Regions from separate parts of the Mus musculus genome. Here regions 1, 2 and 3 are each linked to region 4. A link is a contact called in public Hi-C and HiChIP or PLAC-seq data. All regions are on one chromosome and are shown on one strand. Each heading gives the region's core, a stretch centred on a gene start, on an enhancer-like site or on the middle of the called end of the contact. The rest is flanking DNA. Distances are from core to core; before and after follow the strand shown. Region 1 has its middle 30 kb from the start of Gm32718. Region 2 has its middle 14 kb from the start of Gm32575. Region 3 holds the start of Adrb1 (adrenergic receptor, beta 1). Region 4 holds the start of Nhlrc2 (NHL repeat containing 2).

Region 1 (6,222 bases), core at 2,800-5,299, 220 kb before region 4:
ACCCAGCCTCTCTGTGAATGAGAGTCACCTCACTGAAGGGAGCTTTCTTGCAAAAGACCAAGAAGTATCTTGGTTTGGTAGGGGGAAATGGGAAGCAAACCCAACTTTGTCTGCAGTGGATAGCTTCCTATTAAGCCAACAGGATCGTGGTTGTTCCATTTCAAAGAAATTCTACCTCCCCTCTAGTGGGGAGTTGGGCGCCCCTCCTCTGGCTTCCTCGAAAGGGCCGCTGGAGCAGCTGGTGGATCAAAGGACACCAGGGAGGGAGCATAGAGCGGCCAAGGGCGGCTCCGGGGCTGCGCTGAGCTCAAAGGCGGGGAGGAGCCGCACCCTCACTGCGGAGCTTCTCATCCCTTTGTCCTGGTATCTCCGTGGGGCTTTGAAAGGTGCCATCCAAGTGGCAAGCTGGGAACAGGTCCCCTTTGGAGCCTGCAGCCAGCCACTTCTTTCTGTCAGCGGCCCACCACACCCTCTCCCCCGCCCCCGCCTTTGATTCCCGCGGAGTGGCCCACTGCTCAGCCCTCCTTTTTTCCTTCAGGATGCTACACTTCACCTGGCTTTGAGGACTTTCCCGGGAGCAGATCTCTTCGTGGGCGACTGCTGGCCTCCCAGCGCCTCCCTTCTGCACCCGTGAGGTCCCTAAGATCCGCTGAGCCAGAGGGAAAGCAGCTCTGGGTTGCTCCCTCTCTTCCAGATGCGTTTCTGACTTGGAATCTGGGGGACTCTTCCTCCGGAAGCTATTTCCATCCGTGTATAGCTGGAAACATTGCTGGAGCTTTGATGATAAGTTTGGTGGGATGGGGTTCAAAAGGCATCACACTCAATGGTAGGGAGATTTCTGAGCACAGTTGTCGAGGCCCTTGGTTCCAACACCAACACTGCCATCACCTCCCTAAGAGGTAACTAGAGACTTGCAGCAAGTGGAAACACGCGCTCGGCTGTGTGGCACTGGCAGTCAGAGCAGTTGTTCTGTGGGAATCGTGAAGATGGGCAGTTGCCTCCCATTCCTGCACCTCGCTGTGATGCTTGATGACGATCCTAAGTGTGACATTGCACGAGTCACTATAAGGGGGGGGGGGGGGCGGTGGCTGCTCCTGGCACCCCCAATAGGCCATGTCTAAGATTCCCACAACTCCAGAGTTACCGTGCCATAGCCCAGGCAAGGATCCAACTCCACCACTTGGCATGGAGATCACAGATTGGGAATTGGCTTTTATTGGTATATTGGCACCACTGCCAAGTGTATGTGTTTGTTGATATGGATCTAATGACCTTCCTGAGAGCTACAAAGATGTTAATAAGAAAATGGCAACCCAGACTTCTCATGAATCCAACCCATTATCTAAATTAATGAGCAAGAACACGAGTTCTCAGAACCCTTAGCTTTTGGCCCTCGAGCCAGGCAGGATGCAATGTCATTATGTCCGGTAGACCTTAGGCAGCGCCTGGCTCCAGAACCAAAAGTGAGTGTGTTGCTGCGTCTGTGAGTATGGACTATGTCACTGTCACTTTCAACAGTTACTATCTTAGCCAGATAGTGAGATGTCCGCCTGCTGGGAAAGTCAGCCTGCATTCCCTGCCCCAACCCACTTTCAGGAGGGACAAATGTAGCTAGAGCCCTGTAGGCAGAGGGAGTGACAGGGCCCATGTAGAGGAGACTCCTTAGCCACCCATTCTGGGGCCACTTCTGTGACAGAGGAAGTCTTGTTCCTTGTGGTTTGAGGACATTCCTTCCGGGGTTAAGCCCAGTTTGGAGCCTGTGAGCCTCCAACCCCAAGGCAAGGAGGAAAGAGAGAAACGGGTTCCCCATGTAAAACCCTGCTCACACCCGAGTTTCAGTTCCATGTCCCAAGGCAAAGCAAAAGACCACAGACTGAAGTCACCAGGAGGCAGCCGACAGATCAACAGCTGCCTAGGGAGGGTGCTGGGCCTCAGTGTGCTGGCCAGAGGTCTGTTCTCACGGGCCTTGGTTCCGATGACGATGGCAGGTTCTTTGTTTGTTTCCTAAGAATCCTTGTCATTCTCTGTCTGGTGCTGAGACACTGGGTCCTGGACAAACCAGGACAGATAAAGAGGCTTACCTTAGCTTTCTGTGGTAGGAACTCTGGAACATCCTCCCCCATGCCTGGAGACATTTTGCTATAAATAGGATTCGAACAACATGGCAGTCAGTCAGTGAGAGAACCGCTGTACATCACCAGCTATGTGGCAGAATTAATTCCCATATGCAAAACATTTTATTCCATAAAGGCTTTACAAAGTGTAGGGCTTGAGAAATGAAGTTCACTCTGGCTCTTGCTAAGTGTGAGACCTCAGGAAAGTTTGAGAACCTGGGAGCCTGTATTAGTCTGCAGTAGCAACCATAATAAAATACCAAGGATCAGGTGGCTTAAAATAGAGACCCCCCCCCTCCATATTGAAAGCCAAAACTTCTGGACAAAAGTGTGGGGAGAGGTTGGCTGCTTCTGTGGCAGGCCTCCCTCTTGTCTTTGCGGGACTCCCTTGCTCTGTGTTCACGTGATCTTGCCTGGGTGTTTGCATTTGTACTCTAATCTCTCTTTATAAAGACACCAGTCAGATTGGATTAGAGCTCACCCCAGTGACCCCATTTTAATGTAATTACTTCTTTTAAGGCGCTATCTCAAACATAGGTTCATATCCTGGGGATTTGGGAAGGGCATGGCATGGTTCAGTTTCCTCACTGGTAAAATTGGAATCAAGCTCGTTCTCTTTTCTTGAGATGCAAATGAGATCAAGTAAGAAAAGGAACCGTGGAGGGTTCCAAGTGCTATAAATAAAAGCAGGCTGTCACTCTATAGGTAGGACAGAGAGCTCACCACAGCGCGTCTGGTGGGTGGGTTGGGGTCTGTGGACGTTTTAGTCTCCGCACACCTAACATCTGGAGACCAAGTTCTGTTTGGAAAGACAAACTTTCGATGATACAAAATGGCATGTCTTCTTGGGACTTTGAGCCTTGAGAAATAACACCAGTCCTTGTATCTGTCCCTCCTCACCAATTACATACATTCTCTGTGTCAGACGATGCAAACGGAAGTAAGGCTGCTGCAGTCCGTAGGGATCTGGGTGGGTAGAAGACATCTCTCTGGCTGCTGTGACTCCCTGGGAGCCTCACTGAGCACAGTCTTGCCTTCCTTCAGCAGATTTTGCCTAACCCTTCCTCAGTCACCAAGGCTGTTCAGGACCTGGACACTTGGAGGTCAGCCTGGGTCTGGGACTGAGGCCGCATGGTCTAAAAACTAAGGCAGGGGCAGAATTCAGGTTCTCTACTCTTCCGTGTCTATTACGGGATAGCTGACCCAGCGAGATCATTCTGGATTCTATGAAAACCAAGAGCCAGTGATGTTTGCGCACAGAAGCCCTAAGAGTTTACACTTGAAATGCAATGGTGTCTCTTCCCACCCAGACCCCTATGGAGTGCAGCAGCCCCTCTTCCGTTTGCATCATCTGACACAGAGTATGTGTGTAGTTGTCGAGGAGGGACAGATACAAGGACTAGTGTTATTTCTCAGTAACACTATAATAATGAAACACTTAGAAGATTTTACAATATCTAAAAGACTTTAAGGCTATTAACACTTGCTTTTTGATAGCGAGAGAAGCATTAGTAGTTTTGATTACAGAGTTTTCCCCTTTGGTCAAGGGTTGGAACTACAACCCAGGCCTTCTGCATGCTAGGCTGGTGCTCTACCACTGAGTCCTCTCAGATACTAGGGACCTTGGCCACCAAACTTAACTTCTTGCCTTGAAACTCCAGGCTGTTTTGCAGGGGAGGACGTCGTTTTCACTTGGACTTCAGTCTTGCTGTATTCCCAAATCAGAACTGGAAATGGGAATTATGAAGCCAAAAATATCAAACAGCCTTAGACTCTTGGTTAAAAACATCCGTGGCAACACACGACTAAGCTTCCCTCCCCCAAGCCTGACATTTGATTATAAGAGGAAAACCGCAAGCCAAACTTAGCGAACAATGTTATAATTAACTCACAAGCCCTCTTGGGCTCACTAGTGGTTTTTAGGTCTCAGACATGATGTCGGATGTTACTTAGTAGCGATACAGGAGGGAACAAAGCCACACTTTGCTCTGTCACTGAACAGCAGCCCCAGCCCGGTTCCCTCCCCTCTCAATTATTCAATATGGAGTTTCCAGGCACAAGGGAATCATTTGCATGTGATTCATTTACATAAATCAGGGTCAAAGTTATATGTTTATGTTACGTGGGGTTCTTAACAGCAAACAAGAGTCAAATCTGACCCTCTGAGGAAGAGATGGGAATGTAGTAGTACCACACGACTCCCAAAATCCTTGAAGGTTGAAGCGCAGGGCAAAACGTCAGTAGCAAATTCCAGCCAGTTACAGGTGTTCTTGGACACCCACTGCCTTTATCTTTGGTAGTGTCACTGCAACACACTCTGAGGCCTTCCTTCCCACTGGGTAACGTGCTTGTGGTGGCCTCCTGCCTGTCAGCGTGACCCCAAATTTTAACCAGGCTCTCTTCACCTTGAGGTTTAGCTCCCATCCTGATGCCTGTTGCTTTTGCCTGGGCTGAACCTGTTCTGTTGACAGTGGTATCCAGGCTTCATCTTGATTAGTGTTTAAGCAGGAATCCCAGACAGACCATACAGAGACAGAAACCCCTGGGCTGCGTGTATTTATGCTCAGTTCTGCCATGGGCTTCAAAGGCAACTCAGATTCTTGGCCTGGTAGAACAACCTCATGCGTGTCTCTGAGGGAGGGACAGATGCTAAGCCTCAAGAGGACGGTGTAGCTTACACTTACACTGAGAAAGAAAACTCTCACATAGGCATTACAGAAGTCATATGCATACAGGTAAGATGTGGGCTTGTTGGAGTAGGTGTGGCCTTGTTGGGTGTAGGTGTGTCACTGTAGGCATGGGCTTTAAGACTCTCAGCTTCCTGGAAGCCAGTGTTCTGTTAGCAGCCTCTAGATGAAGAAGTAAAACCCTCAGCTCCTCCTGCACCATGCCTGTCTGGATGCTGCCATGTTCCCGCCTTGATAATGGGCTGAACCTCTGAACCTGTAAGCCAGTCCCAGTTAAATGTTGTCCTTGGTCAAGGTGTCTGTTCACGGCAGTAAAACCCTAACTAAGACAGACATGGAGTGTGACAGACAGACGGCCAGCTTGAGGACTACTCTGCTTCCCCGGCCCTTCCACTGCACTGTTCATAGGGAAGGAAGAGCTATTCTCTACTTCTCATAGGTGAGGTACTAGGTTCTGTGTCCTGACAGCCTGGCCTTCTCTTATTTACTCCAGTGGTTCTCACCCTTCCTAATGCTGTAACCATTTAATCCAGTTCCTCGTGCTGTGGTGACCCAACTCGTAGAATTATTTTAGTTGCTACCTCCTAACTGTATGGTTGATACCTTGTGGGTTGACTGAGAGAGAAGGTGGTGGAGGCCTGAGGCTGGCTGGTTGGAAGGCCCTGAGGACTGAAATGGGGAAGACCTGTTTCAGCCAGAAGGCATTTCACTGAACAGAGGCACATCCTCTTCGAGGTCTGGTTGCCTGGAGACCAGAAAAGAAAAGACTACTGGCGCTTAGGGCCCTGATGGCCAAGACAAGTACCACTGAGACCCAGTCTAGCATGCAAGGGGGAGCAAGCTCCCATTCTCTCCTCAGCAGCACTAGAAACAGCCTGGGCTCAGGGAGGAAGCAGAGGTCACGTCTGAGGGAAACACAGCACCCACAGGATTGGGGTGTAGAGGAGGGGGAGGAGGAGGAAGAGGAAGAGGAGGAGGGAGAGGAGGGAGAGGAGGAGGAGGAGGAGGAGGAGGAGGAGTGGTGCATGCCCAAGCACATGGTGATGGGAGATGACCCAGCTGAGCATCACCACCAAACTGAAAAAATTGCTTAGGGCATGGCTCCCTCCCAGGGTTTCCTCCATAGCCTGAGTGGAGGTGTCACTTAAAAGAGAAAAACTGATTTCCCCCCAGACTCCACCCCCACCCCACTAACCCCCCAAATCCTTGATATAATGCTTGTTCTTATTTGCCAACCTAAAGGAATTTAGAACCACTTAGGAGATTGTGAGGATGTTTATAGAGAGAACTCAGGCAGGAGACTGACCACTTTCTGATGAGTGGACTGAGGGAGAGGTCTTGTCCCCTGCCTGCCTCTACTTCCTCCCAAGCAGGAACATCTATTGCCAACACCGCCGCCGCAGCTGCCATCCTCCACTGGC
Region 2 (6,072 bases), core at 1,509-4,008, 140 kb before region 4:
GTTTTCCCATTCCTGTGAGAAACACCAAGACCTGAAGCCCCTCGAGAGAGAAAAGGCCTCGAGTGCCTTACAGGTTAGTTTTTCACTGAGGGAACCAAGGCAGGAACTGAAGCAGAGACTATGGGGCATGCTGCTTTCTGCCTGGCTGGCTTCCTCTGGCTTGCTCAGCTGCCTTTCCTACCAGACCCACCTGTGGGGGTTGGGCTGCTCATAGTGGGGTTTCCTCCCTCATCAATTAGCACTTAAGAAAATGCCCCACAGACATGTCTACAGGCCACTTTGATGGGGGCAGGCCCTCAGCTGAGGTCCCCTCTTCCCAGATATGGCTAGATTTGTGCTGAGTTGACAAGAATTGCGACCAGGCAGGATTCTACTACCAGTTATTTCCCTGCTGGAGGTGAAAGTAGACTGCGGGAGATCCATACACTGACCTACTGGTCAACCTTCATAGGGTGGGCATTCTAGCACATGCCGAAACCATTCATCCTTAAGACTCAAGTGAAAGCAGCCAGACACAGAGGGACAGATTATGAGTCCTCTCTTGAGGTGCTAGGATAAGGCAGCTTCGTAGGACAGAAAGAAAGATGGGGACTATCAAGGCTGAGGAAAGGGGGAGATGGAATTAGCATTTAAGGAACACAATTTTAATTAGAGAGCTGCACACCCTAACCACTAGACCATCAGGAAAGCCAGAGTTTTCATTTAGGCTAACAAGACATCTCCAGGGGCAGGGAACAGTGACATATAGTGAATGCATTTCTTGTCAGCAAGTGGCACACTTAGAAGGAGACTGGATAATTTTATGTGTACCACTAAATAAGGGATGTGTGCTCAGCAAGCTCCCCTCCTGCTGTCATTTTGCTGTAGTCTTGGACACCGAGCATCTGCCAGGCCTCCTAGGAAGATCCGAGCTGCACATGTAGGCAACATCAGTGGTCCATGAGAAGAAGGCTGGGTGCTGAGTGACTTGCATAGCAGCCACTGTTTTCCAAGGCTGATTGTCCAGAGAGGATGAAGGAAGTGAGGGAGGGAGGGAGGAAGGAAGGAAGGGAGGGGGAGGGGGGAGGGAGGGAGGGAGGGAGGGAGGGAGGGAGGGAGGGAGGGAGGGAGGGGAGGGAGGGAGGGAGGGAGGGAGGGAGGGAGGGAGGGAGGGAGGGAGGAAGGGAGGAAAGAAGGAAGGAAAGAAGGAAGGAAAGAAGGGCAGGCAGGAAGGGAGGCAGGCAGGTAGGAAGGCAGGCAGGCAGGCAGGCAGGTAGGAAGGCAGGCAGGCTGGTTTTACACTTACCCTCTGGATGTGCCCTTCGTTTTTCCGAGTGCCCTCTGCAGAAACCCCACCACTCAGCACAGGACACCACAGCCTTTCTTGTGGTGTGACATCCTACCCGCATTGTACACAGACATTTCTCAGAGCTGAGCTATTAAAATGAAATTAATGTAAATGCCGAAGGAGGAATACAGCTAGTACATCTCTATAATAGACTATTAGACAGCTGTTAGGTTTCATAGTTCTAGGGAAATTTATATTATGGATTAAATATCCCATACAATAGCAACATGCCAATATATTTCATTGGGATAAAGAGTCAGGATGACACAGGGAATAATAAATATAATAAAATATAATAAATATAAATGTAATAAAATAGTAAGTGACTTTTAATGAGTGAGAAAATTGGGTGTAAATTTGGATAACTGTTAATTTGTTGTAATTGGGTAGAAGTCTGCAGCTGGGGAGGAAGTCAGAAAGGTTATTCCAGCACACAGAAAGCCTGGGTAAACTTGCACATCACATTTAGGCCCCTTTCCCATTGGAGTTGCTGTTCTCATACTCAAGAAATTGAGCCATTCACTTTTCAGCAAAGAAAGTGAGGGGGAGTTAGCGGTGATGCAGAGTTAAGGCTAACACAACACAGCTGGGACAGTGTGCTAGGTGTCCAGGACCTTTGGTCCTTGGCTCACGACCACAGCCTGGATCTGAGGTTGACCTGGGCACCAAGATCCTCTCAGAATACCAGCCTCCAGCCGATGCTTCTCTCGAGACCTCAGGTTGGGACGTTGTTTGTTTGTATATCACTGATTAGAGGTGTACAAGCACGGCCTGCTTTTTTTTGTTTGTTTGTTTTCTACTACAACCTGAGGGTCTCTCTGCCTGATGCCTGTTTTTACTGCACCACCAGGGCCTGTCTTGAGTGCTGCTGTGTAGTCAGCACTGGGCAGACCCTCCTTCCATATTTGACCAGTGGAGGCACCTGCCATCTCATGTGTTAGAGTTCCCGATTTATAGTTCACTCAAAAACACAAGTGACCCCTGACCTGGAAATGCCGCGCCTGTTCACCATCACAGGACAGTTATTTTGGGAAGTTATTTTGCTCCTATCTTGGTTTAAGCTCTGCAGAAAAGGTTTACTCTTTTTCCCAATAAAATATGTTCCCATCTCTGCTATTGTATGGAATACTGAAGCCTCAAGAAAAACAAAAGCCAGTGACACACTTCCTGGAGTTAACAACACAGGCGTTGCTGCAAACGGAAGATGAAGTCATCGAGCCCTTAACAAGCAATGTGGCCATTTTCTTGATAAGCACAGTGATTAAGATTCTGAGGGGCTCGCCACGCTTGTGTGCCGTAGCTGGATACCTATCCCTGGGCCCAAGCATATGTTCTTTTGGACTATTTAGAACACTAAACCCGACTGATGTCTTTTGCACAGCCTGGATCAATGTGGGATTGTGTAACAACAAACTAACACTACTAAAATCCACAAGCATGAGGTAAAGTATACGCTTGCAGTGGTTTCGGGAGATGCCATTGTGTTTACTGTCTTAACAAGGCTAACAGTTGGTTCTTTGGCATTCTTTCAAAAATCCACCATTTCTAGGTGGAAAGGCTGAGGTATTTGGAAACAGTCACTTTCTTGGCTAATGAGACCATTTCTATCTGGAACGAGACCTCAGAATAAAAATGACCCCCAAAAAGGCCTGCTGGATTATTATCAGGATCAGTCCTGAGAACACAAAGCACCCTTGAGTCCCACCTGACATTGCTGAATATTAAGGCTGTTTAGACACACTTACGGCTATTGTCAGTCACAGCTCTGACAGGACATTAAACCAACAGCAGGCTTCCGCTGTCCTTTCTTCAAGGTCAAGCTTGGACCATACCAGAGAACCCAGGTACAGCCGTGGTTGGCAAGAATCAAACATAAGGTCAAGACTCCTCTGCCACTGCCACAGTGATTGAAAACCTGATTTAGAAATTTCTAATCAAAGCAACGTTTAATCCACGTTAGAAGCTTTCATCTAAATAGGTAGCAGTGTAAAAGAAAAGATCAAGAGGACGGAGAGACGCTGACGTTCCCTTAGTGGGTAGAACACTCTTTTATGGAGGGTGCAGGCAGGGATGACAAGATCACGAGGGTAAAGTTCTCACGAATGTGCTCTTTGCCCTTCTGTACAGGAACCCTGAGAGGCTGGAGTCGGTAACCAGGAAGAGGGTCCTCCGCGCACGTAGGAAACCTCTATCTGTAGTTTATAAAGTGCCTTGTGTCAGGAGAGAGTCAGTCATTGCTCCCTCGATTTCTGGTTAGGCCTGAGGTGGATGGCAGCGCCTAAGCCTGGAGAAAATCAGAGAATATCAAGTGTACAGCGGGGAGGGTCACACGTTCATTTTGGGCTGCGCGAAATGGGATGCTTTTGGAGTGAAGAGAGTGGAGCATCTGCGCATGGCTGGAGGGCGTGGCTTGAGCTGGGGTGGGGTGGCATTTCCAAGAGGCCTGCCCAAAGCTGTGGGAACGAGAGGGAAGGAGAGAGGGAAGAGAGGCCAACACCAAGCCCTGGAATGAGGAAGAGGGTCTTATAGGAGATTTGGAAGAGGCGAGCTCAGAGCAGAAGGACAAGAAGGCAGGTGTCATTGGAACTAGGTAAAAGGAGTCCCTGGAGAGGGGCTGCTGTCTTTGGATCTTACATGGCCTATAAGGGCCTGTGTGCTAAGGACTTGGTGCTTCTGTGAGGCGGAGCCTTCAGGAGGCAGGGAACATGCCTTGAAAGGGCACTGTAAGATTTCAGCCCATCTCCTTCCTCATTTCAAAATCTCAGTAAGCCCCTACGGACGGCAAGAGTGAGGAGAGCCCCCCACCCCCATAGAAGAGCAGATGGCCCCTCCCCCCTCCCCCATCCTGGTGCTCCTTTGACAGCCCCTCTGTGCCATCTGCACACACCTTCCCCCACCAGCCTCTTCCGTAGGCTTCTGCTCTGCCCTCCTAGCACTGGCTGATACCCGCTGCCCTGCTGCACAAGAGAGGATGCAGGGGGCCCAGTACCAACTGCTTTCATGGCTGCACTGGCCTTTGGGAGGTCCTGAGTTGAACTTTGAGACTGGGATTCATTCTCCTGGTTGGTGGTACCTTCAAAGAACACACCAGGAAATGAGGAGATGGCTCTGTGGGTGCAGTCCCTGTTGCACAGACAGGAAGGCCTGCGTTCTGAACCCCCAACGACCACATAAGAGCTGCATCAGCAGTCTGTCTGTAGCCTCAGCGTTGGCTGGAGCCAGGTGTTGGGAGTCCAACCAGTTTAGCCAAAACAGTTCAATGAGAAACCCTGTTTCAAAAAATAAGGTGGAGAGCGATTGAGGAAGACAGGTGTGGCTTCTAGACATGCACTCATGGTTTAGTACACTTCTTACACGTATGCACACATCACACATGAACACACACACACACACACAGAGAGAGAGAGAGAGAGAGAGAGAGAGAGAGAGGGAGAGAGAGAGAGAGAGGCACATAGCATTTCATTTATGTGTGTCTTTCCTGTCGGGATGAAGAACAAAGCCAGTCTCCTTTGCCCTGCTTTGAGCTCCCACTCATGTTTGCCGACCTGCTTCTAACATCATAGTCTCTGGTATGCTGGTCAGCCTGGAAGTCCTCCTAGCAGTCCGTGGACCCTTGGGCAAACCAGGAAGGTTATCACCCACCCTTAGGCCCAGGGTGGGGTTTCTTTTAGACTAGAGAATATTAGGGTAACTGTGTCCTCAGAATGCTATTCAGACACAGCTTAAGGGAGAACATGATTTCCTCATTTGGATTCGCCACGGTGAAAACATTTAAAGGCGCTGTTTTTATTAATAGACGTTATTTAATGCGGCGAGAGAAGGGCTGCTTCGGCGGTGGCTTCAGTTAGTTTCCTGAGCCAGGAAAATCTGCGAAGAGCCGTTCCTCCAGGCATGTCTGTAAACCCTGCTGGGTCTGCACTGAGCTTCAGCCAGGACCAGCTGCTTACAGGTGGCCTGGATCCCATGGTGTGTGCCTGTCTGCAAAACACGCTGTGTTTACCCAAAACAGTTGAGATTTGCATGGTATGGAGCCTTAAAGGAACGCTAGCTTTTGGCCTCTTAAATGTACAATGACTCAATGCAGTACAGATTAATTTCTCATTGATCTAAAGCCCCAAACAATGTTCCCCGGTGACTATTAATTCTTCTCCAATCAGTGGTTTGGGGCTGAGGCTTCTTCCATTTTGTAGGGTCCTTAACACATGGTTTCTGAGGTGGCATGATCATCTGCACCTAGCCAAGAGAGGAGGAGGAACTGTGGTATAAAAGAGCCATCGAGATACTCGGTGGGTAAATGTCCTTGCCACCAAACCCAGTGATCTGAAGGTGACACAGACCCTGCAGGGTGGAGGGAATAACCCCCACAAGCTGCCTTCTGACCTGCATGTGTGTCATACAAGTGCATATGTGCCCATACACACAATAAATTTTTAAAAAAGATAAATAAATATAGAGAAAGGGAGAAGGAAGAGAAAGACGAGGAGAACATGCTTGGGGAGCAGAGAGTGGGCCCCTTGGGCCGTGCACACACCATCCACGTGCATTCTACTCACTTCCAAAGCTATAAGCCACACCCAAGTGCAAGGCAGCCTGAGAAACCACATCAGTGGTACCCAGGAAGAGAAAGTGGGTTGGAGGATGCTGGCCGTGTGCCGTGTGTTCTGAGAGCCGGGCAGCAGCTGGGTTGCTTTTTAGAGTTCTGATGTTGCTCGGCATTCTTCTTGCTGCCAAGACAAAGGAAAGCC
Region 3 (6,074 bases), core at 2,736-5,235, 170 kb before region 4:
AGCACTGTTCTCAAAGGGCCCTGAGCTTGCAGACATGCCTTTGGAGAAAGGAGTCCTACCTTTTCCTGGAAGAAGCTGCCTGTCCGTCTTGTCTGTCCATCTTAGAGGGGACCCTGAGCCAAAACCATATACTTTTCATTTTGGTGACACTACGTACGGTTCAGTCATGAAATGAAAAGCTTGTTTAAACATATTGGATAAACAGACTGGGTGAATGTACAATGAATCTCAGGATGGAATTTTACTCTACACTTCTCGGGAACTAATTTTTAATGAAAAAAAAAAAAAACCTCTATCCATTTGGGTGTTATAATTCTGTTAGGAAGTTAAATGAAAGTTAGGAGGTTCAGTTTGCCTTTCCTGCCCACCTAGAACATCTGCTGAAAAGGATCTAGGTACTTGTGTGAGAGAGATAACATTTGCTTCAGGAGTCCTTTTATACATCTTTGCTTAAGCATGAACATGGCTTTTTTTTTTTCCCATTCTAAGCAGGCTCTGGAGAACTGTGAACCCACTGTGGTTTTCAATGGGGACACAAACATAAGCCATGGAAGCCACTCACCGTTATTTCAAGTGGGCGACATCATCCAGTGGATCATTCCTTCCTGCTTGTGTTTCTGTGAGATGTTGCTGCTGAGTTACCCGTCTCCAGCAGCACTCTCTCTGGCTCTCCTTTGCAGAAGATACACGGTCCCTTCTTCCATCAAGTGTAGCAGATGGGCTCTTGAGGGTGCCTGAGTTGTCTGGAATACCTTGAATCCGGCTGTGAAAATTTAGGGCAAATCTGTGGCTCTCGGTTGGTGAACACCTTATTTGGTCTAGAGGCACTTTGCTCTGTGATTGAGTCATGAAGAGATATTAAAAAGGCAGCCAGTCTGTATTTTGAAGCAAACACTCAAGTCTCTCTTGTCATCGCGGACCCCCTTACAGACACACGGCACGGAACCTCGATTGAGCTGCACTGCTGTCTTTATTGCACATGGACCAATTCCCACACGGTAGTTAGTTGCACCAGAGTATAAATACTTGGTCACACACACAAGAAGAGATAGAATATACACACGAGTGCTAAATTTTACCAGCAGATTCACGGGGGCACTTGGACATTAAAAAATAATAATAAAAATACGTAAGAGAATAATATTTATAATATGGATACAGTTACAGTACCATGATAAGAGTATAAAAAGTAACTTCCCAATAAACCATCAACTCAATAACATAATAGACAAGAGAAACTGAGTTTGAATTTTATTTTAGCTTTTTAAAGATCTGCCCACCTCCCCATCCCAGTAAAAATATTTAATTTTTTTTGTGCAAGTTAACAACTTCTATGAATTTTACAATGCCTAACACTGTGCAAAATGGCCTTCCAACCACTGCCTTTTTTTTTTTTTTTTGCCGTCTTTGTTTTTAGCCACATGTGCAATAATCTCAACTGTTTCCTTTTTGTTCTGTCCTATCTTTAGTTGACAGAGTCACATGTCACAGAGAGAGACTCAGCGCCTGGTCCTTCCAACTAGTATTGATACATAAATAAGCTGTTTAATATAAACAAGTCTTTCTATCTTGCTGTGCAATATGCACAGAGTGAGGTAGAGGACCCACAGCAGGACCACCGAGGCGCGCAGGGCACAAGGTTTGCCCTCTAGGAGAAAGCAAGGTGAACCGTGCTCCACACATAGTTTCTCGAAACCAGATTTGTCTGTTTCGCATCCTTCTTTTCCCTTTGCTTTAAGAACAGGAGACACCAGTACTCCGGAATTAGTATGCAATTTCTTTAGAAAGCAAAGGGAAACACTTCCTGGCTAATTATCACCGGCCCCGCCCCCACACCAAACCTGAGCTGAATACTTAGGTTCCTAGGTGTGGAACCGGAAAGCCAGGTGATAGACTCCATCCTGCCCCCTCCCCTCCCCGCCTAGTTTCCACTCGGGTCCTTGCAGAAAGTGTCAAAACCCACCTAGGGGCGGGGGGGGGGGGGAATGCCTGAAGGTGCATTAAACACACGAAAGGCCGAACCTCAGAGAGAAAGGAACTCAAGACAAGCCAGTAAGCCATACTAAGCCACACTCTCCCAACTCCTCCTAAACTTTCCTTTTTGCGCAAACGCTCGGTCCGGGGCTTTTCTGTACGTCTCGGATGATTCGATAGATCTGTGGGCTTTGCATTCACCTGCTTTCGGTCTTGAGTAAACAGAGATCTCCTCTCTCCCCTGGGGAGCGGCTCAGGGGCGCCCAGGCGGGCTCTCTTCCTCTAGGGATGCAGAGCCCGTGTCCAGCCCGGGACTATGGGGAGCGGCGTCCGTGCGCCCAGAGAGCCTGGCTCTCTACACCTTGGACTCCGAGGAGAAGCCCTGGCGCCCCGGCTCGTCCAGGCTCGAATCGCTGTCCACAGTGGTTGTCCCGCCGTTGCAGCCGGTCCAGGGCTCCAGCAGGCGCGCCGGTGGGGTGGTCCCGGCGTCGTCGTCGTCGTCGTCCGAGGGAGCTCCGGGGGACGGCGGCGGCCCAGCTCTCGCCAGGCAGCCGGAGGCGCGCGGCCGGTCCCCGTGGGCTGCGCGGCGTCTGCAGGCGGCCCGGCGCGCGCAGCAGAGCAGGCGCTGGAAAGCCTTGCGGAAGTCGGGGCTGCGGCAGTAGATGATGGGGTTGAAGGCCGAGTTGGCGTAGCCCAGCCAGTTGAAGAAGACGAAGAGGCGATCCGGCACCAGGTCGCGGTGGAAAGCCTTCACCACGTTGGCCAGGAAGAAGGGCAGCCAGCAGAGCGTGAACACACCCATGATGATGCCCAGTGTCTTGAGCGCCTTCTGCTCGCGCAGAGCCACGAGGCGCGACGGCCGCCGCTTGCTGGAGCGCCCGTTGGCCAGCGAGTCTGCGGGGCGCGGTGGCCCAGGTGACGGCGAGGGCTCAGGCGAGGGCGGCCGGGCTGGGCCGCCGAGGAAGCGGCGCTCGCAGCTGTCGATCTTCTTTACCTGTTTTTGGGCCTCGCGGAACACCCGCAGGTACACGAAGGCCATGATGCACAGGGGCACGTAGAAGGAGACGACGGACGAGGCGATGGCGTAGGCCCTGTTGGTGACGAAATCGCAGCACTTGGGGTCGTTGTAGCAGCGGCGCGCTTCGTCGCTCTCGGCCCGCCACCAGTGCATGAGGATGGGCAGGAAGGACACCAACGCCGAGATGGCCCACACTGTGCACACGAGGGCCCGCGCTCGCGCGCGCGTCAGCAAACTCTGGTAGCGAAAGGGCGACGTGATGGCGAGGTAGCGGTCCAGGGCGATGACACACAGGGTCTCAATGCTGGCCGTCACACACAGCACATCTACCGAAGTCCAGAGCTCGCAGAAGAAGGAGCCGTACTCCCAGCGGCCCCACACCACGATGGTGGCCCCGAAAGGCACCACCAGCAATCCCATGACCAGATCAGCGCTGGCCAGGGACATGATGAAGAGGTTGGTGAGCGTCTGCAGCCGCGGGGTCTTGGCGATGGCCACGATCACCAGCACGTTACCCACCACGATGAGCAGAACGATGAGCGCCAGCAGTAGGCCCATACCCGCGGTCCACTGCTGCGACAGCGGCGCTGAGCCCTCGCTGGCTGGAGGCAGCAGCGAGGCGGGAGGCGACGCGAGCACCAGCAGCCGCGCCGCGGTGGCCGCACCGTCGGGCAGCGGCGCGGCGGACGACAGGTTGCAGGGTTCGGAGGCGCCCAGGGCGAGCGCCCCCGCGCCCATGCCGAGCTGCGGAGGCCGGGGGCGGGGGGTGTGGCGGGGCTGGGCCGCGCCTGGGGAGCACCCCAGGAGCCGGGGCTGCGGGGCCCGCGCGGGGAGGTCGCGGCCAGGTCAGGGCAGCCGCGGCTCGGGGCCGGAGGCATGGACGCCGGGCGCCTTCTCCTCCGTAGCCGAGCGCTGTCTCCGCCGCCGCCGCCGCCGCTGCTGCTGGAGCCGCTGTCGCTGCTGGAAGAGCCGCCGGGACCTCAGCATGTTTCTGAGCGCGCGGGGCCGGCGGCTCCAACACCCAGCACCTCCCCCCCCCCCTTCGCTGCCACCCCCCCAGCCAGCCCCCGGGGCCGCGCGTCAGGCTCCCGCAGCCAATCGCCGCCAAGGCACGCCCCCGACAATGGTGCCCCCACCCCCAACACCCAGCACCCCCTCCTACCCGCGATTGAAAGGCTCCAAAGATTGCGGGCGGACTACGCAGCCAGCACCCACGGGCTGCAGCGAGCGCGCCCTTTCCTGCTCAGGCTTCTTCCAGAGTCTAGTCTGCGGCGCCCCCTGCGGCGCCCCGCCGCCTCCTGTGCCCCCCGCCAACCAGTAGTCTCCGTTAACCTTAGCACCCAGCTCTCCTTTTGCCGCTCCCGCAAGAGCGCCCTTATTTCCCTTCGGCACCCCGTAGTTCCCTCGCCTCTAGTGCCCGGTTCCTGGTAGCTATAAGAGAACCTTACAGGCGTCTCGGAGACGCAGGAGTGCCTTGGACAGCCTATCTGCTGGGATTGGAGGAATTTAGCTGTGAGACTGGGGTTCTGCCATCAGGCAGCCTGGCTCTTCCCTGATCGCGAGGGGACCTGGCCAGCATGACAGCTTGGGGGAATAGGAAGTGGGTGTTAGTGATTAGAGGAAACTTTGCAGCCAGGCGGGTTGCTGGAGCAGGGTACGCATCTGTCAGAAAGGCTCTCTGGGCGCTGTTCTCGCGCGGAGCTGTGCTCTCTCCTTCAAGTGCAGTAGATGGGGAAAGGAAGGGAAGGTTTGTGGATGTAACTGCCAACACCGAGGACCAGTCGGATACACACACAGGCCCCAGTCCCAGCTAAAGAAAAGGATGAAAGAGTTCTGAATATAAAGGAGAAGTTTAGGGCAACATTCAGTCCAGGGTAAATGACGTCGCCCCACCCCCACGCCCCTCGTGGAAAGAACACGGAGAATGACGCTTCAGACTTTTTGACTCCAGTACCAACACCTTAACATCCGCATCTGTGCTCCGTTACCCATGGGATTTTGCAATCTGAGCTGAGCCAACACAAGGTGCTATCCCTTTTGGGTTGACGTCATGAACTGGGATTTCAGATTTCTTGGGAGGGTGGCTAGATTCTCAAAACTGTGGGATTAGCTTTGGGAAGATGAGGGAAGAAAATATATACATACTCAAGGCGATTAAATCTGAAAGCATTTAAAGTCATACCACATTTCCTCGCTTCACATTGTCGAGAGAATCCGAAACTAGAGTCTTTGGCTTCATTCCTGATGCGAACAGAGGATGGGACCTCGGGCTGAGGTCCTCTGATCTACCCCTGGGAATGCCTCTACCTCAGGCCGTAAAAAGGAAATCTGTAATTAAGTTCTTGAGAAGCGAACAGTTCCCAATTGTCTCAGAAGGGAAGGGTGCACGGTAGTGTTATATAATGTTATGTAATGCTCCCGAGTCCTTCTTGCATTGGAATAAAAAGATTAGCATCTGGGAGGAACATCAACATGTGGCCAAGCTGGTACTCTCACCTTGCCAAAAGACACAGGCTCACAGCTGTCCATCCACAGCCGTACTCTTCATAAAGTCAAACCCGTGGATGTGCCCTAGGATCAGGCTTGACCACTGAGAGTGTTACCACGGGGGAGTGATCTGTTTATTCACCCCTGCCCTGGACTTACCAAGTTCTGCCAAGTTGGGGAGTTTTGAGAATCAGGGAACAGGAACTACACCGAGGGCAGAAGGAGTTGGCACCCATAGTCACCCCAGCCTCTTCAAGCCAGGGTCTCTCCTTCCTGTGGCTTTTAGGGGATGGCTGAAAGGACTCAAGGGACAATCTGAAAAACGCCCATGTTTTGAAGTGAGCTGACCAAGAAAGGGCCTCTGAGTGCTGGGGTGTGGGGAAATGTGGAAAGAGGCTTTCTGCTAAGTGGTGCTATTGGGGTGCAGTGTATCGACCTCGTGTCCCCAGGGCATGGGGTTTCTTGGGATGATAAGGCCAGAACTGAGCTGTAGAGATTGGAGTCAGGAGCCGAGGCTGGTAACCTTGTGCTATTTATATGTATGAACACACCAGGCGGCAGGACCACCATTCTGGATTTTGTGACCTTTCCCCTT
Region 4 (6,399 bases), core at 3,203-5,702:
CAAACATCTAGTCACAAGATCAGTAGCCACACTGCTCTCACACAGATGCCAGGAGTATTGATTAGTTCAAACTTAAATGAAACCATTTTATCAATTCATTTACTTTCCTGTTATTTTTAGAAAGAAATCAACAATAAATAAAAACCTGATTATTCTCCTACCTGGACAGCAAACACTAAGTATAATCTTCCCTACCTCCAGAGGCTCTAATGCTGTAAGAGGATTTCCTAGAGCGCTTTAGAAACATTAACTGTAATGAACCATCTTGCAATGATACAAGGTCAAAGGAAAAGTATGCGCTGTACTTTGCATTCCACTGTGGTTCACGTCAGAAGCCTAATGACATTTCCTGCTAAGAAACGTAAGCCTTTGCATCATCACACTGAGAAGAGCATAAAACCGTGGCCAGATGTTTCACTTTTACATAGAACAAATTTAGTTAAGCCTGGGATAGAAAAAGACTTTTCTAAACATCTCATCATGACAAAAGTAAATTAGGCTCTGACCCTCAGACAAAGCCTGAATCCTAAATTCTGGTTCTCAGGCAAACCATTATCACTAAGTTTAACCCCTCATGAAAAAGTATATGGAAATCAAGCATGGCAGGTTAGTGGCACCTGGGAGGCCAGGCAGGGAGGCCAAGCTGACTACCTGGTGGGACAGGAGTCAGTGCTCACTCACAGATCAGATCACACTTAGAAGCGCCAGTCTTGCCCAATGGTCACTCTCCTTTGAGTAAAGGAGCCAGATGCTCTTCCCGTGCTTATGTACAGGGTGAGAAACCAATCACCGAGCAGGTACCTTTATCAGAGAATCTGCGCTCCAGGGCGTGGAGATCAGGCAGCACATGAATGCAGTTTATGCAGCAGTAGGTGAAGAAATCAAGGACAACCACTTTTCCACACAGGTCCTTGTAAATGGACAGAGGCTCCTCCGTGTTCAGCCATTCTAAGCCTGGAATTTACAGAAAACAAATTAAAACAATTAAAGGAAACAACAAAGAAAAAGAGTGAATTAACTAAACTGTCCATTAAAATGTGATTCTGTGTTCCTAAGACCAGAATAAACAGTCAAACACTTTAAGAGATGATAGCACTGCTTAGACTGTAGCAGTTGAGTTTATTAGTCTACCCAAGTCTCTTTTCTATTAATAAATAAGAGAACATCTTCATGATTCTAACAACGTACGTGCGTATGTAGGATTTCATAAAAAGATCAACTAGGCAACTATGTGGAGAGTAAAAGCCTGGAGAGGGACGGACAGGAGGATGGAAGCAGCTGAGAATGGGCATCTGCTCTGGGGAGGCAACCTACAAATCTACCAAAACCAACAAATGCAGTACTAAATCCTTTCAGAAATGGTGAACAGTCTTGGGGAGGTGAATAAAATCAACACATTCAAGTAAAAACAAGAGGAAATAAGAATAATTTTTAAAAATCCAAGTGTACCCATAGTTGTCAGAAACACATATCAGATGTAGACTTCTGCATCTTTACATAATGCCCTCCTTAAGCCACTTGAAGTTCGAGGTGCAGGAGCAAAACTCTGCAGTCACCTGTTCCTTGTTTACAAATTTGAAGGGTTAAAATTCACTCTTACAATCGACCTTAGAACCACAGCACATGGTTGTTTTTTATACAGTCAAGAAATGTCACCTTTTCACTTAAAGGAGAAACTTTATGGTTTCTCCTCGGCATATCCAACAGACACATCATCACTCTTGAGTTCTGGAGCCATTTATTTATTAAGTGACTTAAGGGGCGTGGTTCCAGGATAACTACTGACTAGCGGCTGGCAGCACACACACCGCTGAGATATAGACAAGGGCTGACTGGTGTCATGAATAGAAGGAGGATGGACATCTTGGAGAGGACACAGGAGGAAGGCACAGGACTGCATCATGCTACTAGAACAATGTACGATTTAACGCCTATGAAGCTTATTTCTGGAACTTTCCATTTCATATTTTGAGAAGGTGATTAACTACAGGTCCCTGGAACCAGACATAAAGACTAACGTAGCAAGGATTGCCAACAACAAAAGCTATACTTATTCAATGATAACAACATTCTAGAAAAGATGATCTCAAACAAATACGCTAAAGGTTTTAGGGTTCAGTGAACACTTAATTATTCCTTTTGATTAAGTATTAGCTGCATATCTAATTGATGACACAGAGCTACTAATTAACCTACTAGATGACATGTATTTCACAACCCAGTTGCAAGATATTTAAGACTCTATCTCTATAAATTGTTATGGGTGACTTATTGAGGGCACAGAGACGGTTATTTAAGTTTTTTTGTTAAGTTATTTAAGTTACTGTCCCAGGTATTTACCAGATTTAATGACAATAATGTATTTTAAGCAGCAATAATTACAATGAATATAATACATGGCCAACACTTAATGAGTCTTCTTGTTTTCTAAGAATTTGCCTGAATTACCTCCATTTCCTTACCCTAAAAAAGTAAATATCGGTTCCACTTTCTTTACAAGTGGAAAAAGAAAATCAAGACCTGGAGAAATCAAGTAATGTGCTCACAATCAAAAAGCTGACAGAGGAAGGGACAGGGATTCAGTTTCAGGTCACCCTGGATTACCCATTAGACTGCAGGCGACCCCTCTAAAGAATGAGTATCTTCTAAGATCAGTAAACGACAATCAAGATTGAACAATCAAGTTTTATCTCAAAACCTGCTTTGTCTGTTTTTAACTTTCTGTTAATAACTGGCTGCGGCAGAACATCAGGCTATGTCAAAGACAAAGCCTGATTATTTTCTTATGAGTATGATTTCAGTCACAGTGGTCAAATATCATGGTAATATAGTAAACTTACTATAAATACAAATGAAACATTTCTCAAAATTCTAACTGATGGCCTACTGGCTTATAATAGTGTATTTACCACGTGCTTTATTACAAAGTTTTCAGAAGATATGTATACACTGCATATACGTGTTTGTCATTTTTAAGTTTCTCTGATGGGACCGACCTCCATGCAGCCAATTCTTTTGCAATTCCACGGTATTTCAAATCCAGTATAACGAGGGGAACGGTAAGCCCCTCTCAAGGCGAGTGCAAAAGGGTCCGAAATATCCAAGACTGTTGTGGGATGAAGGAGGAACAGATAGATCCTTCCGGAAGATACCTGAACCCTACCACAGGTAACAAATTAACTATGCATGTGGTTTCAGTGTCACACGCCAGGACACATGCCAACACGGCAGGCTAAACAATGACACTCCCAACCAAAGAAGGTAAGGGAGCGTTTTGTTTAAACTGTACTACCGGGAGTATCGTTTCCCTATGTCCCAACAGTTCCCACTACTAGGATTCAAACCTGAGTACTAAGCTAAAATTGATTCCAGATTTTAAAGATCAATAGGTTCACCACTTTGAACGTGGAAACGCGGTTGGACTAGAAAACCATCAGATGCTATGCCTGTAGAATGTAGTCCAACTCTAGTGGTTATTAGACGGGCAGGTTTCCTAGCCTTCCCTGTGCCTCAGTTTCCTTAACTGTAAAACAAGACTAGTAAGAGGGTCTCGGTGGGTTGTACCAGGTAAGTAGGAGCTCTCAAGTGCTTCAAACCGTCTGTGGCACATTAAAAAGTGATCAATATACACCCATGGAGCCTTGAGGCTACTGACGTCAGGTCACGCAGGATTCCAGACAGAGATGCAAACACTGGTCCCCGCCCAGCAGAACCCCCTCCGTGTGTCGCTGCTCCCCTGGAGCACCTCGGGGGCTGTGGGAGGACCGCAGGGCACCGATCTGCTGGCGGGAGGGAGCCACCGAGGAAGGGGAGGACCCGGGAGCGGCCCCCACCCCGACGCCAGCCCCTCACCTTCCGGAAACTCGGGCACCGCTAGGTCCTGCTCCCAGCCGTCCACCTTCTGCAGATACTGGTAGACCAACTCATCCTTCTCTTGCTGGGTGACGGCGTCCAGCAGGGCGTACTCGAGCGAGGTCTGCGCGGGCAGCAGGCCCGAGAGGCTCGCGCCGCGCGCTCCGGGAGCCGCCATGTTGCGCGAGCTCCCGAGGGCTCCGGGGCCGAGGGCGCGGGTCGGACCAGCGTGCGCCGCCCTCTTGACTCAGAGCGGGGCCTGGCCAGCCCGGCCCTGCGCCACACACGCTTCCGCCTCCAATAAGCCTTCCTCCGGACGCCAAAGTCCAAAGGGCCGTGCTTCCCTGGCGCGTAATTAAACTCCAGAGTTGCCCACCCCGCCCCTTCCAGGTTCCGGGCCGCCGCGAAGCCTGGACGTTCAGAGCGCCAGATTCGACACGGGGAAGGCTGCTAGGGTCGCGCTCCAGAGGAGCTGGGAACCCATTGCCTTTGAAGCCCGGCAGGGAATTCCAAGACAAATAAAATTCAAATAACCATGTACACGTTTAAAAGAGCCGACTTAAGAAAAGCCTGCCCATTTGTGTGTCCCACTCTTAAACTGAGATCAGCCGATTCGGCACGGCAGTGACAGTGGGACAGCGTTCCCGCCAAGAAAGACTCGAAAGGTAAAGAAGGTAAAGCAACCCTCGGAGGAGACTCTTTTTTTTTTTTTTTTTTTTTTTTTTTTTTTTTTTAATGTAGGCAGTGAGGCCGGTGGTTTTGTGTTGACAACAACAAAAGTGTCCTGTGACTCTGGGTGTGCTGAAAGTGCGGGCGCGAATGGAATGTCCCGCGAGCTGGCGCAGAGAGGAGGCAGCTGCAGCGGGGTCCCCCTGCTGCCAGGCCAGGTGTGCCCACGAGGGACTACCGGGAGGAACGGGGCGAGCTGCACAAGGGCTCATTGGGATGTTGGCATTATTTAACCTGGGAATAATGTAGGGCTCCTTCATTGATCTTCCCCCCACCCCAGATCCAAAGGCAAAGAGCGGGAGCCTGTAGGAATTTTCTGGTACCTGACCTCTCTGGAGGTCTGCAGAAGTGGCTGATTGATTTCAGGGCAGACAGCCCCTATGGTGTGGAGTACAGTCTCACATGTTTGAACTTTGTTCACTGTGCAGGGTTTGATCCTAGGATGGAGGAAGAAATGGACTGACCCAGGAAGCTGAAACTGGTTGGACCCATGAGTCACGAATAAGGGCAGCTGTCGGTTGTAACCAACACCTCTTTGATTATGGTCTAGTCTATGGACTAGTCTCACACTAAGTAGACTAGGGACTGTGACTGGACTTGTAAATGGACACTTGTCCACATGAACGAGAGCCAGAATAGCTTTCTAACCATTATATGGAGACTGTTTTCAGTTAAAGTCATTGAGCCTGGTACTTACCGTCAGTGCTTGACATTCAAGACATTCTTGATTCTTATTTTTATAAATCAAGTTCTGAGAAGTTAAAAAAAAACCTGAATGAAATAGTGTCACAATGTAAAGAAAACCGTATAGATGTTACCCTGTAGTGAGTTCTCTTAATTTTATTATGGTATAAAATGGAACAGCAGGTGTTCACAGGTACTAAGTGGGTTGTGTGCCAATATCACCAAAGCTTTCAGTTCCAACCAAGTTAGTTGGCTTTTGGCTACTTTTTTTTTCCTATTAAAAACTTGTTACAAGAAATGGACTCTGAATTCACCAAAGACTGGTGCTGTACTCACAAAAATCATTTGGCCATGTTAGAAGACACGTTTTGGGAAGAAGAAATCTGGGAATATAAATCTAAAAGAAAGCCCAAACCCGTACATCCAAATAATTGTTCTGAAAATATTTCAGAATCTGTTGAAAAATCAACAGATGGAAAACACCAGTCAAAAGGAAATGAAAAAAGGACTTCAGAAAATCCAGGCAAGACGAAGGACCACAAAGTGTGCCTTGCAGAAACAGACAGTCAGATTTCTGCAGGTTCCAGTCAGAGTTCGAGCTGTAGAGATGAGAGTCAGCAGTCTCAAAACAAAGAGACAACACCGAAAAAGCAACATAGAACTCGCAGAGGGAAGCAAGTGACCCCGAAGGTGCGCCCTGTTTATGATGGATACTGCCCAAGCTGCCAGATGCCCTTCTCCTCATTGCTGGGTCAGACGCCCCAGTGGCATGTGTTTGAGTGTTTGGATTCTCCACCTATCTCTGACACAGGTAAGGAAAGACCCATCAAGGCTCCTGCCAGTGTCCCCTCAGTCCCCCCAGGGACTATAGGCGCTTGCAACCATGACTGACTTGTTTACGTACAGGTTTGTAATAGGAACCCGGGTCCTTGTGGACACAGCAGGCACTTTGTCGACTGAGCCATCATCTCAACTTCTCAGTTTCCACAAATGTCGCTGAACCTTTCTTTCACTCTGCTTTCTCCTACTTAACTCTTATAAGGACTATATAAGTTAAGTGGTATTAACACTTTATAGATGAGTGTTCCTACAAGCTGAATAAACCAGGCCTATTTGTTATCCTACTTTAGAATT

What was found. Hi-C and Micro-C count contacts between places; a contact is called where the count stands out from the background. HiChIP or PLAC-seq counts read pairs in DNA pulled down with a chosen protein or histone mark.
Region 1: a BATF HiChIP or PLAC-seq map of CD8 T cells shows a contact between it and region 4, with 10 read pairs. The contact joins the enhancer-like site here to the promoter of Nhlrc2 in region 4. A contact is called at or near these places in 23 of 39 promoter capture datasets (the 3T3-L1 cell line, 3T3-L1-derived adipocytes, the C10 cell line and 14 more), 3 of 15 datasets of contacts at CTCF or cohesin (CD8 T cells, the NIH/3T3 cell line and pro-B cells), 11 of 484 Hi-C or Micro-C datasets (CD8 T cells, adipose-derived mesenchymal stem cells, bone marrow-derived macrophages and 7 more), 49 of 115 datasets of contacts at active chromatin or transcription factors (the 230-238 cell line, CD8 T cells, DN3 thymocytes and 31 more) and 4 of 9 other capture datasets (adipose tissue, liver, macrophages and 1 more).
Region 2: a Hi-C map of CD8 T cells shows a contact between it and region 4, with 2.8 times the contacts expected there. The contact joins the enhancer-like site here to the promoter of Nhlrc2 in region 4. A contact is called at or near these places in 1 of 39 promoter capture datasets (liver), 2 of 484 Hi-C or Micro-C datasets (CD8 T cells and nephron progenitors), 11 of 115 datasets of contacts at active chromatin or transcription factors (bone marrow-derived macrophages, double positive thymocytes, effector CD8 T cells and 7 more) and 3 of 9 other capture datasets (adipose tissue, liver and pancreatic islet).
Region 3: an H3K4me3 HiChIP or PLAC-seq map of embryonic stem cells shows a contact between it and region 4, with 29 read pairs. The contact joins the promoter of Adrb1 here to the promoter of Nhlrc2 in region 4. A contact is called at or near these places in 8 of 39 promoter capture datasets (cranial neural crest, embryonic stem cells, frontonasal cranial neural crest and 4 more), 6 of 484 Hi-C or Micro-C datasets (the HL-1 cell line, cerebral cortex, embryonic stem cells and 1 more), 27 of 115 datasets of contacts at active chromatin or transcription factors (SST interneurons, bone marrow-derived dendritic cells, bone marrow-derived macrophages and 17 more) and 4 of 9 other capture datasets (adipose tissue, liver, macrophages and 1 more).

Annotation. Positions count from the first base shown.
Region 1 is chr19:56,770,153-56,776,374 of GRCm38.p6, reverse strand. No RefSeq gene overlaps it. Among named protein-coding and RNA genes, the nearest start is that of Gm32718, 30 kb to the right of the region's middle. Within about 2 kb of position 4,049, at least 26 of the 459 cell types and tissues checked have an H3K27ac peak or open chromatin away from gene starts, as enhancers often do. A contact at or near this core is called in the 230-238 cell line, CD8 T cells, DN3 thymocytes and 3 more, where this site is marked.
Region 2 is chr19:56,685,572-56,691,643 of GRCm38.p6, reverse strand. No RefSeq gene overlaps it. Among named protein-coding and RNA genes, the nearest start is that of Gm32575, 14 kb to the left of the region's middle. Within about 2 kb of position 2,758, at least 23 of the 459 cell types and tissues checked have an H3K27ac peak or open chromatin away from gene starts, as enhancers often do. A contact at or near this core is called in CD8 T cells, double positive thymocytes and pancreatic cancer cells, where this site is marked.
Region 3 is chr19:56,720,028-56,726,101 of GRCm38.p6, reverse strand. It overlaps Adrb1 (adrenergic receptor, beta 1), which reads right to left and starts at 3,985. Exons shown (of 1, transcript NM_007419.3): 1 at 952-3,985. The coding sequence starts at 3,730. The coding sequence ends at 2,330.
Region 4 is chr19:56,546,314-56,552,712 of GRCm38.p6, reverse strand. Nhlrc2 (NHL repeat containing 2) reads right to left here and starts at 4,452. Exons shown (of 11, transcript NM_025811.3): 1 at 3,853-4,452; 2 at 802-954. The coding sequence starts at 4,030. It overlaps Dclre1a (DNA cross-link repair 1A), which reads left to right and starts at 4,591. Exons shown (of 10, transcript NM_001360437.1): 1 at 4,591-4,739; 2 at 5,010-6,076. The coding sequence starts at 5,563.